2 separate regions of the Felis catus genome follow, and region 1 is linked to region 2. The links are chromatin contacts, called in public Hi-C maps. All regions are on one chromosome and are shown on one strand. The core of a region is the stretch at or near the end of the contact, and the rest is flanking DNA. Distances in the headings are between cores, read along the strand shown.

What was found. Hi-C and Micro-C count contacts between places; a contact is called where the count stands out from the background.
Region 1: a Hi-C map of skin fibroblasts shows a contact between it and region 2, with 4 times the contacts expected there. The contact joins two enhancer-like sites. A contact is called at or near these places in 2 of 3 Hi-C or Micro-C datasets (fibroblasts and skin fibroblasts).

Annotation. Positions count from the first base shown.
Region 1 is chrB4:41,485,248-41,490,639 of F.catus_Fca126_mat1.0, forward strand. No RefSeq gene overlaps it. Among named protein-coding and RNA genes, the nearest start is that of PLEKHG6, 32 kb to the right of the region's middle. Within about 2 kb of position 3,499, at least 3 of the 10 cell types and tissues checked have an H3K27ac peak or open chromatin away from gene starts, as enhancers often do.
Region 2 is chrB4:41,297,243-41,303,449 of F.catus_Fca126_mat1.0, forward strand. VWF (von Willebrand factor) reads right to left here. Exons shown (of 52, transcript NM_001246279.1): 11 at 4,267-4,403; 12 at 3,706-3,844; 13 at 2,494-2,594. Among named protein-coding and RNA genes, the nearest start is that of VWF, 49 kb to the right of the region's middle. Within about 2 kb of position 2,524, at least 2 of the 10 cell types and tissues checked have an H3K27ac peak or open chromatin away from gene starts, as enhancers often do.

The DNA.
Region 1 (5,392 bases), core at 2,249-4,748, 190 kb after region 2:
TTCTTTCCCTAGGTTAGGGAAGTTTTCAGCCTTATTTCTTTGAATAATCTTTCTGCCTCTTTCAATCTTTCTTTCCCTCCTGGGACTTCTATAATGCATATATTGATTTACTTAACTGTATCCCATAAGTCTCTTAAGTTATCTTCACTCAGAGATGGGGCGCCTGGGTGGCTCAGTCAGTTAAGCTTCTGGCTTCAGCTCAGGTCATGATCTCACGGTTCGTGGGTTTGAGCCCCGCGTCAGGCTCTGTGTTCTCGGTTCAGAGCCTGAAGCCTGCTTTGGATTCTGTGTCTCTCTCTCTCTCCATCCCTCCCCCCCACCACTCTCTGTCTCTCAAAAAATGAATAAACGTTAAAAAAATTTTTAAGTTGTCTTCACTCTTTTTCTTTTCTCTCTCTCTTTCTTTTCCTCTTCTGATTGGATGAATTTCACTGTCATATTTTTGAGTTTGCTGATCCTTTCTTCCATTTGTCTAGTCTTCTGTTGAACCACTCTATTGAATTTTTTAGTTCAGTAATTGTATTCTTCAGTTCTATGATTTACGTTTAGTACTTCCTTATATTTTCTATCTCTTTGTTGAAATTGTCACCGTGTTCATTCATTGTTCTTCTAACTTTAGTTAACATCTTTATGGTCTTTTTTTTTTTTTTTTCGGAATTGTCTATACAGTAAATCCCTTATCTCTATTTCATTAAGGTCTGTTTCTGGAGTGTTGCATTGTTCTTTTGTTTGCAACATATTCCTTTGTTTCTCCACTCCTCTTGACTCTTTGCATTGGTTTCTGCACATTAGATAAAACAGACTTCATTCCCAGTCTTGAAAGATTGGTAAGGTAGGAGATGAACCTTATTGTTCAACCCAGCCTGAGCCTTTAGTTGTCTCTCAAAATTATGTGACTTTCCAAGCCACCTTCCTTGCTCTTAGTGGCTCCCAGTAGTTTAGCATGTGCCAAGACCTGTTAGTGCCCAAAGGGGAGGATTTTAATCAGCACCTAGATGCAAACTTATTGGCAGCTTTTAAAGTATCAAATAAATCTCCTTCAGGCAAAGACTGAGAGATGGACATTTCTGTCTGCTCTCTCTCAGTCCTAAAGGGATAGCTAGTTAAGAACTGTTTCTCTTTCTTTCTTTCTTTCTTTCTTTCTTTCTTTCTTTCTTTCTTTCTTCTTTCTTCTTTTTTTGCTACAGTCCTGTGGGATTCATGAACACAAGCGCTGGCCACCAGAGCCAAATGATCAATGGCCACGTCCTCTAGGTGGCACCTACAAAAGCCAGGGCACCAAACATGTACACGAGCTCCTTCCAAGGAGACACGGGCTACTTGGAGCAGGCCAGAGGGAGAATACCGAGAGAGCCTTGCCAGGGTTCCCATCTCCACTTTCTGGGAGGATAACAGTTAGCTCCCAGATGTGTGCTAAATTAGAAGGCTGACCCTCAGGCAGCAGACTTTAAAGTATCCAAATATGCTTCTTTCTGGGAAATATGGAGGTGGACATTTTCTCTGCTCCCTCTGCACTGAGCCCTGGGGGAGGGGAGGGGAGGTTTCTCCTTAAGGACCATTGCTTTGTTTCCTATAGTCTTGTGGGTCCTATGGATGCAAGCCCCATTGGTTTTCAGAGCTCAGTATTTTGGGACCCTAGCCCTCAAGTGGAAGTCTTAGAAGTTAGGGTATAAGATACTGGGTCCAAACCCTTTGCTCCTTGGAGAGAAGTTGGGAATTGTGAATTCTATCTGCATGTTGCTGTGCCACGGTGGGAGGTAAGGGTTACAGCAAGAGTGTACCCCAGTCTTTCCAACCTATTTTGAGGTGGGTATTTTCCCATTTATCTACTGTATAGAAGTCACTGATTTGATTTCTGGATTTCTTTCAGAGGAAGCTGCTCTACATGTAACTGTAGATTAAGTGAGTCCATGGGAAGAGGGGAGTTCAGGAGCCTCCTATGTTGCCATCTTGGACCAGACAGAACCTGACTGTTCTTAATACAGTCTGTTACACTGCATTCAATTTCACCAATATGGAATTGATTATAAAAGATCCACTCTAAAGACTCCTAGGAGCAACATTTGTTGAATTTATAAGGAGCTTTTGCTTTCCTGATCAACTACCCATGAGATCAGATACACTAAGGAAACAATAGGAGATTCGGCTGCTAATAGCAGTGGAAGCAGAGCAAGTTTGTGTTGGGGTCAGGGGGTTCAGTGGGGCTCTCCAGAGGCTTCCTTGGAGGCCTAAGGGCTGGTACAAGAGACCCTAAATGTTAGGTCAGGCACAGAAAAGAAAGCGAGATGTCATAGCAAATCACTTCCCCCTTGTTCACTCTGCTCCAAACAAACTGGGCTTTTTATTGTGTCTTACTGGTGCCAGGCAGGTTCCAGCTACAGAGCCTTTGTCCTGGCTCTTCCCTCTGTGTTTATCACTCTCCTCTTCCAAAAACTTCAGAGACCTCACTGTTCCTTCAGGTCTGCGTAAATGTCATCTTCTCAATAAGGCTTACCCCAAACACCCCACATAACACTTCAATAACACCTGCCCCAGCCACTTCTTATCTCCTTTATCCTGCTCTTTTTTTTTGTATGGCACCCATCATCTTCTAATATTATATATACATATAATTTATTGTCTGTCACTCTGCCTGAGGGGGATCTTTGTCTATTTTGTTCATGAATATATCGCAAGCACCTAGAATGGTGCCTGGAACATAGTCGGTACTCGGGAAGTAGTCACTGAATGGTGAATACATTTATTCACCAGATATTTAGATATTTATTTAAGCCTACCCTTCACCAGGCCAAATGCCACCCATGTCTACACAATGAAGACAAACACAGCCCTTGAATTTATGAAGCTAAGTCAAGCTTGTGATCTGACGAAACGAAGACACGTTGAGAAATGAATGACTAGATCATGTGCTCACCTTCCTAGGAAGGGTGGCCTCTTTACAGATAAGCTTTTTAATTCAGAGAAATGGCCTCTGACTTCAGAATTACAGCCTGGCTATTTCTGAGCAGGGTAGACTTCTGGGTATGTCTCAGATTACACGGAGGCGGAGGCGGCTACCCCTCCCACACAGCCAGCCTGCAGGAGCCCTGACCACAAAGAAAGGAGTGCTGAGACAGCTACCTTCCTTCCTCATTGTTAGATATATCAGCCAGGGTCTCAGCGGCAAGCAGAGAATGCATCCAGAAGGGGTGACCGAGAAGACTGTGATGCAGAGGCTAACCATGGAGGAACAGGCAGGGCTGAAGAAAACCAACGAGAGATGGTGAAGCACTCTGGGGCTAGAAAAAGCTAGAAGCCACTGCCACTCTGAGGCATAAAGAAGCAAGGGGAAGGGAGCAGGAGCCAGCAAGTCCTGGCGCTTCAAGGGAGGGCTACCTGACAGGAGCTGTGGCCTTCAGGAAAGGAACGAAACCACTGCCAATCAGCAGCCCAGTGGCAAGTGAGCCAGGGGAGGGGGATGAGTGCCCTTCCCATTCTCGTCTCAGCCTCCAGGTCCTGGGGTGCCTCCAGTGGGCTGACTGGAAGCCAGACAAGAGCCCACTAGCAGAGGTCCACAAAGGTCAGCCCACTGGGGTGCAGAGTAGGTGGAGAAGGGTGGAAAGCGAGTACAGAGGGGCAAACGGAATATCTAGCACACCCTCTTTGTCTTCCTTTGAGCAGGCTGGGAAACTGAGGCACGAGCAGCTAAACCTAGAGAATCCGTACTCCATACCAGGCATGGGCTTGAGGTATTAGAGTACAAGACAAAGGCACAACAAACATTGTTCAGTTCTGAGAAGAGGGGAAACAGCAGTGTGCTTGTCTGGCCATCACCACGGCAACCACTGCATTGCCTTTCAGACCCAAGCTCCAGGAATGGCTAGAAGTCACTTTTTCCATCACCCACCCATTCCATTCCTGTCCTTCTTTCCTTCCTCCTCAGTCCCAGAGTAATTTCCCTTGTTGCATCCATTCCCAAAGAGAGTTTTTCTGAGAACAATGGATGGCAGCTGGGGGGGGGGGGGTGCGTTTGGGCAGGGACAAATGATGTTACGTTGGAGAAGAAATAACAGAATGAGGTGGCACAGGGGGTGCCTGAGAACCCAGGGTGAAAGAGAGCGGGTTATGGGGGAGCCATCTGTGAGGGCTGATCTGGAAACCTAACATGTTCAGACTGTCGTCAATAAGCAACTTTTACTGTGTTGGCAACATAAGGACATATCAAACCATGGCTCCCTGCCTCTGCCCCCGGCCAGTGAAATGGAAAAAGGAAGGCTTTCACTTGTCATTCCTTTTCAGTGCACCAAAAAAGGTTACCAGTGAGCAGCAGATTCTAGAAGAGCATGGCACCAGCTCTCCCTTCAGAGGAAACTACTTGAAAAAGGATGTGCCTTTTTGCTTAAAAAAATAAATAAAAAATAAAAAAGCAGAAGAACAGGGGCAGCTGGGTGGCTCAGTTGGTTAAGCATCTGACTCTTGATTTGGGCTCAGGTCATGATTTCACAGTTCATGAGATTGAGCCCCACATCAGCCTCTGCACTGACAGCGTGGAGCCTGCTTGGGATTCTCTCCCTTTCTCTTTCCCTGCCCTTCCCCAGCTCATGCACACCCACACTCTATAAACAAACAAACAAACAAACAAACTTTAAAAAAAAGAAAGCAGGGCACCTGGGTGGCTTGGTCAGTTAAGTGTCTGACTTTGGTTCAGGTCATGATCTCATGGTTCATGAGTTCAAGCCCCGCATCTGGCTCTCTGCTGCTATCAGCACAGAGCCTGTTTCAAATCCTCTGTCTCCCTCTCTCTGTGCCCCTCCCCTGCTCACTCTCTCTCAATCTGTCTCTTCAAAATAAATAAACATTAAAATAAATAAATAAATAAATAAATAAATAAATAAATAAATAACAAATATATAAATGAATAGATAGATAATAAAAAGCAAAGAAACAGGGAAGGGGCCATCGTCTCATCTGGTGACCACTATATGACACCCTTTTTTGATGCTGGTGCCTAAGAGGCCTCCTTGCCTGGGACGATCCTCCTGAGCTGGGTTACTATAGAAATCAGGGTGAGGGGTGGCCTGTCAATGCAGTCTCTCTCCCTCAGGCCTTCCCCCCAAAGAGTATTTATTCTCTGGTCGTTAATGCCACACTGTCCCTCTGAAATTCCAAAGCATACACAGGTTATAGTACTCAGTGTTTACCCAGCATTACCCACTTCTTTTTCTATGTAGATGGCCTTACCTCCCAACAAAAGGCCTAGAACCTCCATACACCTAACTCCACACCTGGTACATAGGGTAAGCTCTCAGTGAGTACATTCTGATTCAATGAGGAAGGGAGGCACATTTCTAGGATGTACCATAGTCAAGGACTCTACTATCAGCTGCTGACATCTTGAGCATTCCCTACGAAT
Region 2 (6,207 bases), core at 1,274-3,773:
TCTAGTGGAAGGTTCCAGACCCATATAAAATGTACCCAAGGAAATGCCATTAGGAGAGAATAAAGTAACGTTTCCCTGTTTGCCTTACAAATTTCAAGTTTGGCCACACTAGGCACCCAGGCCTTCCCTGACCTATTTTTTTTTAATTTTTTTAATTAAATTTTACTTTTGTGAGAGAGAGAGAGACAGAGACAGAGACAGAGTACGAGTGGGGCAGGGGCAGAGAGACAGGGAGACAGAGAATCCGAAGCAGGCTCCAGGCTCTGTGCTGACAGCTCAGCAGGACTTGAACTCATGAACCATGAGATCATGACCTGAGCTGTAAATGCTTAACTGACTGAGCTACCCAGGTGCCCCCTAACATCCCTACTTAAAATGTAAATGCTCAGACCCTGACACTTTTTGTCCCTTTCTCTGCTTTATTCACCTCCTCAGGATTTCCTTCTAATATACGATATAATTTACTGGTTTGGTTGGTTTATCGTCTGTCTTCCCCCAGTACAACATAAATTAAGTGAGGCAGGGATCCTTGTCTGCGGAGTTTCACAGTTGTAGTCTTGTCCTCTAGAATGGTGCCTCTGGACACTCACTAACTATGTGTTGAACAAATGACTGAGCAAGTTCGTGAATGAATGAGGTTCTTCTGAGGACACAAGCTGAAATGCAATGCCTGTAGTCAAGGCCAGCCCTGACCTGAGCAGCGAAACAGGTGATGTCTTCACTCCCTCCACCTGTGCCTCAGTAGCCTCTCTTTCCTCCTCATTCCCAGACTGTGAGTACCCTCACTCCCCCACAAAGTCCCTCTGGTCACCCCCAGGCCTGCTGTCACACTATCCCCACTAAGGCAGTATCTTCCTCTGTCCCCTGGGTCCTCTTGGCTTGTTCCAGAGGTAGGCTCAGCCCTCAGATCACAAGCACCCTTACTGTGACATGAGAGGTTAGAGAAGGTGGTATGGCCAATGGCAGGGTGGGAGGCACCCTTCCTGAAGACCAGGGTGCAGGAGGTGAGTTAGTCGGGGGTCAGGAGACCTGAGTTTTGATCCTAACTCTGTAACCAAAAGACCATGAGACCAGGGTGAGTTCTTTCTTGCTCCAGAAATGATGGGTTTTATTTCTAACTGCAGAGGAGAGGCTGACAAGAAGCTCTCCGAGATCTTCCTGCGCTATGGTCTTCAACTGAGGTCTTGGGACCCTTTGGGGCATGGAGGTCCCTGAAGCCCTTTCAAGGTGTCCACAAGGCCAAAACTACTTTCCTAATCATACAGAGATGTTATTCAGCTTTTTCCCTCTCATGTTCTTACAAGTGTACAGTGGAATTTTCCAGAGGCTACATGACACATAATGTTGCAAAAGACTGGATGCAGAAGGAGATGCGAGTCTCCAGCTGTCTCCTATTAAGCCAGCCATTAAAGAAATTGGCAGAAATGTAAAACAATAATATTCTTCTCCTTATTTTTCCTTTGGAAAACATAGTTATTTTTCAAAAAAAAATTATTGTTTATGTTAACATGTAGTGGATTTATTATTGTTATTTTTGTTTGGGTTTTTTTCAATTCAAGTGTAATTAGCATGCATTGTTATATTAGTTTCAGGCATACGATATATTATTATTGTTATTTTTTAAGTGAATTCATAAGTATGTATTTTAATTCTCTAATTTCCAACATGGTAAATATTGACAGATACAACCTCTGTAAAAGATCTTGGGGTGTTCAATAATTTTTAAGAGTACAAAGTCATCTGAAGACCAAGAAATGAGAAGCTCTGGTCCAGCAGGAATGACACTGCCAGAGAGCTGATCCCGCTCCAACACCAATCACGTGTGTAGTCCTGGGCACGTGTCCTGACTCACCTGAGCCTGGGTTCCTTCATTTATAAAAATGGCAGTGGCAACCACACTGCCCATCTGCTCTGGAAAATTTCCAGAGAGGAAGCCCTGTTGAAATCTATGGATTGCCACCCAAATGTGACTCTGAGGCCACGGAGAACACAAGGAAGTGGCCCCCCAGACCACAGAGACCCAGGGATGGGGGAGGGATTTGGCAGTTCCCAGGGCAAACTTACTGGGCAGTAGGATGGCTTTCTCCCCCAGGGTGCACAACAGGGGACCTTGGCTGCGAGTTCCAGATGGGCTCTTCCCTTGCTGCCCACAGCGGGCACCCCCTGAGAGACACCCCTGCTCCCCAGCTTTGTTGCAGCCAGGAGGCTGGGCACCGAAGGCTACCTCCTAGCCCTTCAGGAGCCAGCCCAGTCTGGAAGGCCTTGGGGCACCAGAGCCCCAGAAGGGAGAACCCCCAGGGCAAACAAGGGGTGTCCAGACAACAAACACCAGCCTCTCATAAACAAGAGAGGCCTGTTCCTTATTCTGGGGGCGTAGGGCCTGGGGATAGAGGAATTCTTCTCCCACCACATAAAGCCAGAGCTCTGCCAGAGCACAAGAAGAACTTTGTAAGGTCCAGGCTACAGGGAAGCAGTGTTTGGGAGGGCACCTACCATCACCAGCAGCCTCCCACGGCCATCCCAGTCCATCTGTAGGTCCTCCCCATAGCTGAGGCGCACGGACGCCATCACGGTGTGCTGGATGCGGAGGTCACCTGGAACAGAGCAGGGACAGGATTTAGGCTGAGATGGGGAGAGGGCAGGGTGGTGACAGGCAGATGTATAGTGGGAAGAGACGGGGTATCTCACGAAGGACTGTAACAATGAAATCAAGGAGTTGGGGGCAGATGGGGATGTCCATGAGGCTTAACGGGGTCTCAGGAGAAAGGATAATCAGGATGTAGTACAAATTGGGTGCCGTAGAAAGGTGCCCCTGTACCCTGGCCGTAGCCTGCCATTCACTCCACTGCCACAAGAAGGCGGCAGAGGCTTCTGCATCCTTGGCTTCTGAGGCTCTGCCTCCCATTGAACCCCTGACCCCTGAGTATTCCCCAAGCCCTTCTGGCCTTGCACCCCACTTCTAGGCTGAGTTACTCAGTCGTCATGTCTGAGCGATGCTGTGTGGTTGAATACAGTAGTTCTCACTGGAGACGAGGTAGGAGACATAATCTCTTGCCCTGGAGGAAGGTACCTCATGGGGAGACTCAGACAGCATTAAACACAGGTGGATGTGCTGTGGTCAATGACAGGATAATGGGCCACATGGTCCATGAAGGTCATGGGAAAGAAATAGGAAGGATCTGACAGCCACTTTGAGGGTGAAGGTGGCAATTACGCTGCTCAAAAGGGTGTGGTGCCAACTGGCAAAGTCACTGGACAGGTCGGCTCTTCCCACAGGTCACAGGGTCGCCTGGCTTTGCCCCACGATATCCTCTGGTCTGACGCATCATCAGCCACCCCCTAACCTCTCCACGTCAGCCTCTGCTCCTTTCCCACCTCAAAGGAGAGCTCCAACCACCGGGCCCAACCTTCAACTCGCCCCTTTGGCTCAAGCCAAGTGAAAACCTTCTTGGTCCCCTTTCCCCCTCTGCGCCCTTTCCATGCCAGAGAGCAGCTCCCTTGCCTCCAGCCAGCTTCCTCCACCCATCCTCCTCCTCCTCCAGGAAGCCTTCCTTTCTTGAAAGGATGCATGCCGAGGATAGAGGATACCCACCCCTCCGAAGCTAGCTCTCCTCACAGAAGAGGTGGGCAGTGAGCACTGCTGAGGGGCAGGAGCTCTGTAGGTGAGCTGCACCCGCCCCAGGCCTGGAGGAGGAGGGAGCACACCTTGCAGGAGAGGGATCTGGACGTCCTGGCCATCCATGGAGACTCCTCCCCCATGCTTCAGCTTCACAAGGCTGTTGTGCAGTCTGGGCAGGCGGACAGTGACAGAGCGGGTGCAGACAGCATCAGGGTCATCAGCGCACTGCCAAGAGCGGCACACAGAGTGATGTCACCACAACCCCAGCCCAGTGCCCCAGCCCAGGACCCATTTCCTCAGAGAAAGAGCACAGCCCCACACAGCATCTGGCCTTCTTAGGAGAAGCAGCTCCATTCTGATGGAGCGGTCTCTGTGAGTGGGCCCCTGGAGGTGTGCCAGAACACGGCCCTGAGCCCAGCTCCCCACACCCTTTCCCAGTCCTGCTCCAGTCTTTATAAAGAACTCTTGGGCCTATGGTTCCAAAGCCAGTCTGGGACTTCAATCCTCAGCGGGGAGCCCTGTGCCCTCTAGACTTCCCCTCCTTGCTTCGGTCTCTGGAGCATGTACCCCAGCAGCTCACGAAGGAAACGGGACCACCTTGCCCCAACCCCGGTCACAGCTTCCTGACTTGTGGCAGGCAAGCTCACCTGGACAGTCTCTATGACAACAGAGAAGGTGTGGTCCTGGCAGTCCTGCGCCAGCAGATACTGGCAGACTCCACTGAAGGTGAAGTACCTGTTGTCAAAGCTCTTGAAGTGGGATTGTCCTGTGACGAGACACTCCCCTGGAGGGACACAGAGGAGGGAGGTAAGAGCAGTAGGAGGTGCGGAAGCCCCTCGGAGGTGGCAAAGGTGGAATGCACATGCAACCCAGGCACCCCAAGTGGAAACTCCAGATGTTCTTTCCCCACACCAGTCTGAAAACGTGTTCCACAGGAGGACTCTAACTCGGGTCCCTCTCCTCAGTCCGTGAGAGGTCACAGTAGGATCTTCGGGTCAATGTCTCACTTTATGGAAGGGAGGACTAAGGGAAGTGACAGCCACATGCAGTCAGTGGTGGAGCCCAGCCCAGAGCCCGCAGCTCCTTGTTCTCAGTTCACTGTGACTCCCAGCCCTTCCCTACAGCCGCCCCACAGGATCTGGCTCTGCTGGGGTCAGGTGTTGCTTGGTCCAGGAACAGGCCTTTCTCTGCACTGGTGTTGTGGGGGGGGGGGGGGGGGCCACAGGGCACAGCCCCACCCACGAGAGTTCCCTAAGGCAAGCAGGCTAAAAGGCCAGCCCAGATGGGGGACAGAGGAGGGGTGAGGCAGGCATTCTCTGAGCTCAGCAGGGCAGAGACCAAGGTGCCATCCTCACCCCGCAGCTGAGGGGTGGCCCTAAGGTCTCCTCGTGGGCAAGTCCCCTGTTGTGACTTCAGTTGGGGCCAATGGGGGGCCAGGAGGCCATCTGCCCATGATCTCACCACCATCCAAGCCAGCTTCCTAGCTCAGGCTGACACATCTGTGGGTGGGTACGAGGACACCCCTTTGTTGCCCCGCAACTCGGAGCCCTCAGCTCACCCTCCACCTGAACCCCCCTCCATCCTCCCCCAGACCACAATCCAGCCATGCCATTGGCCCAGTGAACCACAGACCAGAGATCACACATCCTGGCAAATGTCCATGCAAGGGGGACCTCTGCCAATGTCTCCAGTGATTCCCTACAGGCCCCGCCCCAACTCAGGGCAATCCCATCTCCGGGACCCACAATGGACCCATTGAAGCTAAAGTGTGGATCTGGATCTCTTCCCAAATCTCTTTTTATGTATTTCCTCTCATCTGTGCCTTCTACTCTTTAGAAAAATAAATATAGACACACACCATGGCCATTCCATAAAGTAGGGGGCCCTCCTTCCTACTCAGTCACCCTTGACCTCCAAACAGCAGACATCTGTTCTCCACAGCACTAATCCTGTCTAAACCTGAAGTTCCTCTTACAAGGATCTTATAGCCAGTCCCACCTCGACCCATCCCCAGGGGCTGATGCTGGGCTCAGTCGCATGGTCAGTGGGTTCCCAGAGACTGCAGGGAGATCTCTGCTCCCCATCTGCCCAAGACAAGTTCCACAGCAACCCCCCCTCCCCCCGCCACCGCCTCCTGCCTCTCATGCCTGCATTTTCACTGAAGGGTACAGCAGGCACAGCTTTGGCCCAGGTGTGGCCCTGCCTTTGGTATGTGTTGGAAGGCAGGGGTAAGGGAGAGTAGCCTCAGGTTACTGAGTGTCCTCTGACTAGTCCCCAGGGCAGCTGACCCTTCCAAAATGGCATGGGCCAGGAAGCTACACTCAGCCCAGAAGAAATTAGGAGAAAATAGGGAGGCCCAGATCATTATTGGCATCACCCTCTGCAATAACAAGAAATATGTATTTGTTCTTTCTCCCTGATTCCTGACCCAGAGCTCCTAAAGCACTTGGAATATCCTAGGTGACAGCAGCATCTTTTGTTCTAATGAAACCACTCTTGGTGGGCTCCTAGATAGATTCCAGATGAGGGCTAGTCACCAGAAAGACCCAGGCATGATCAAAGAGCTGGAATTTTTGGCCCCCACCCTC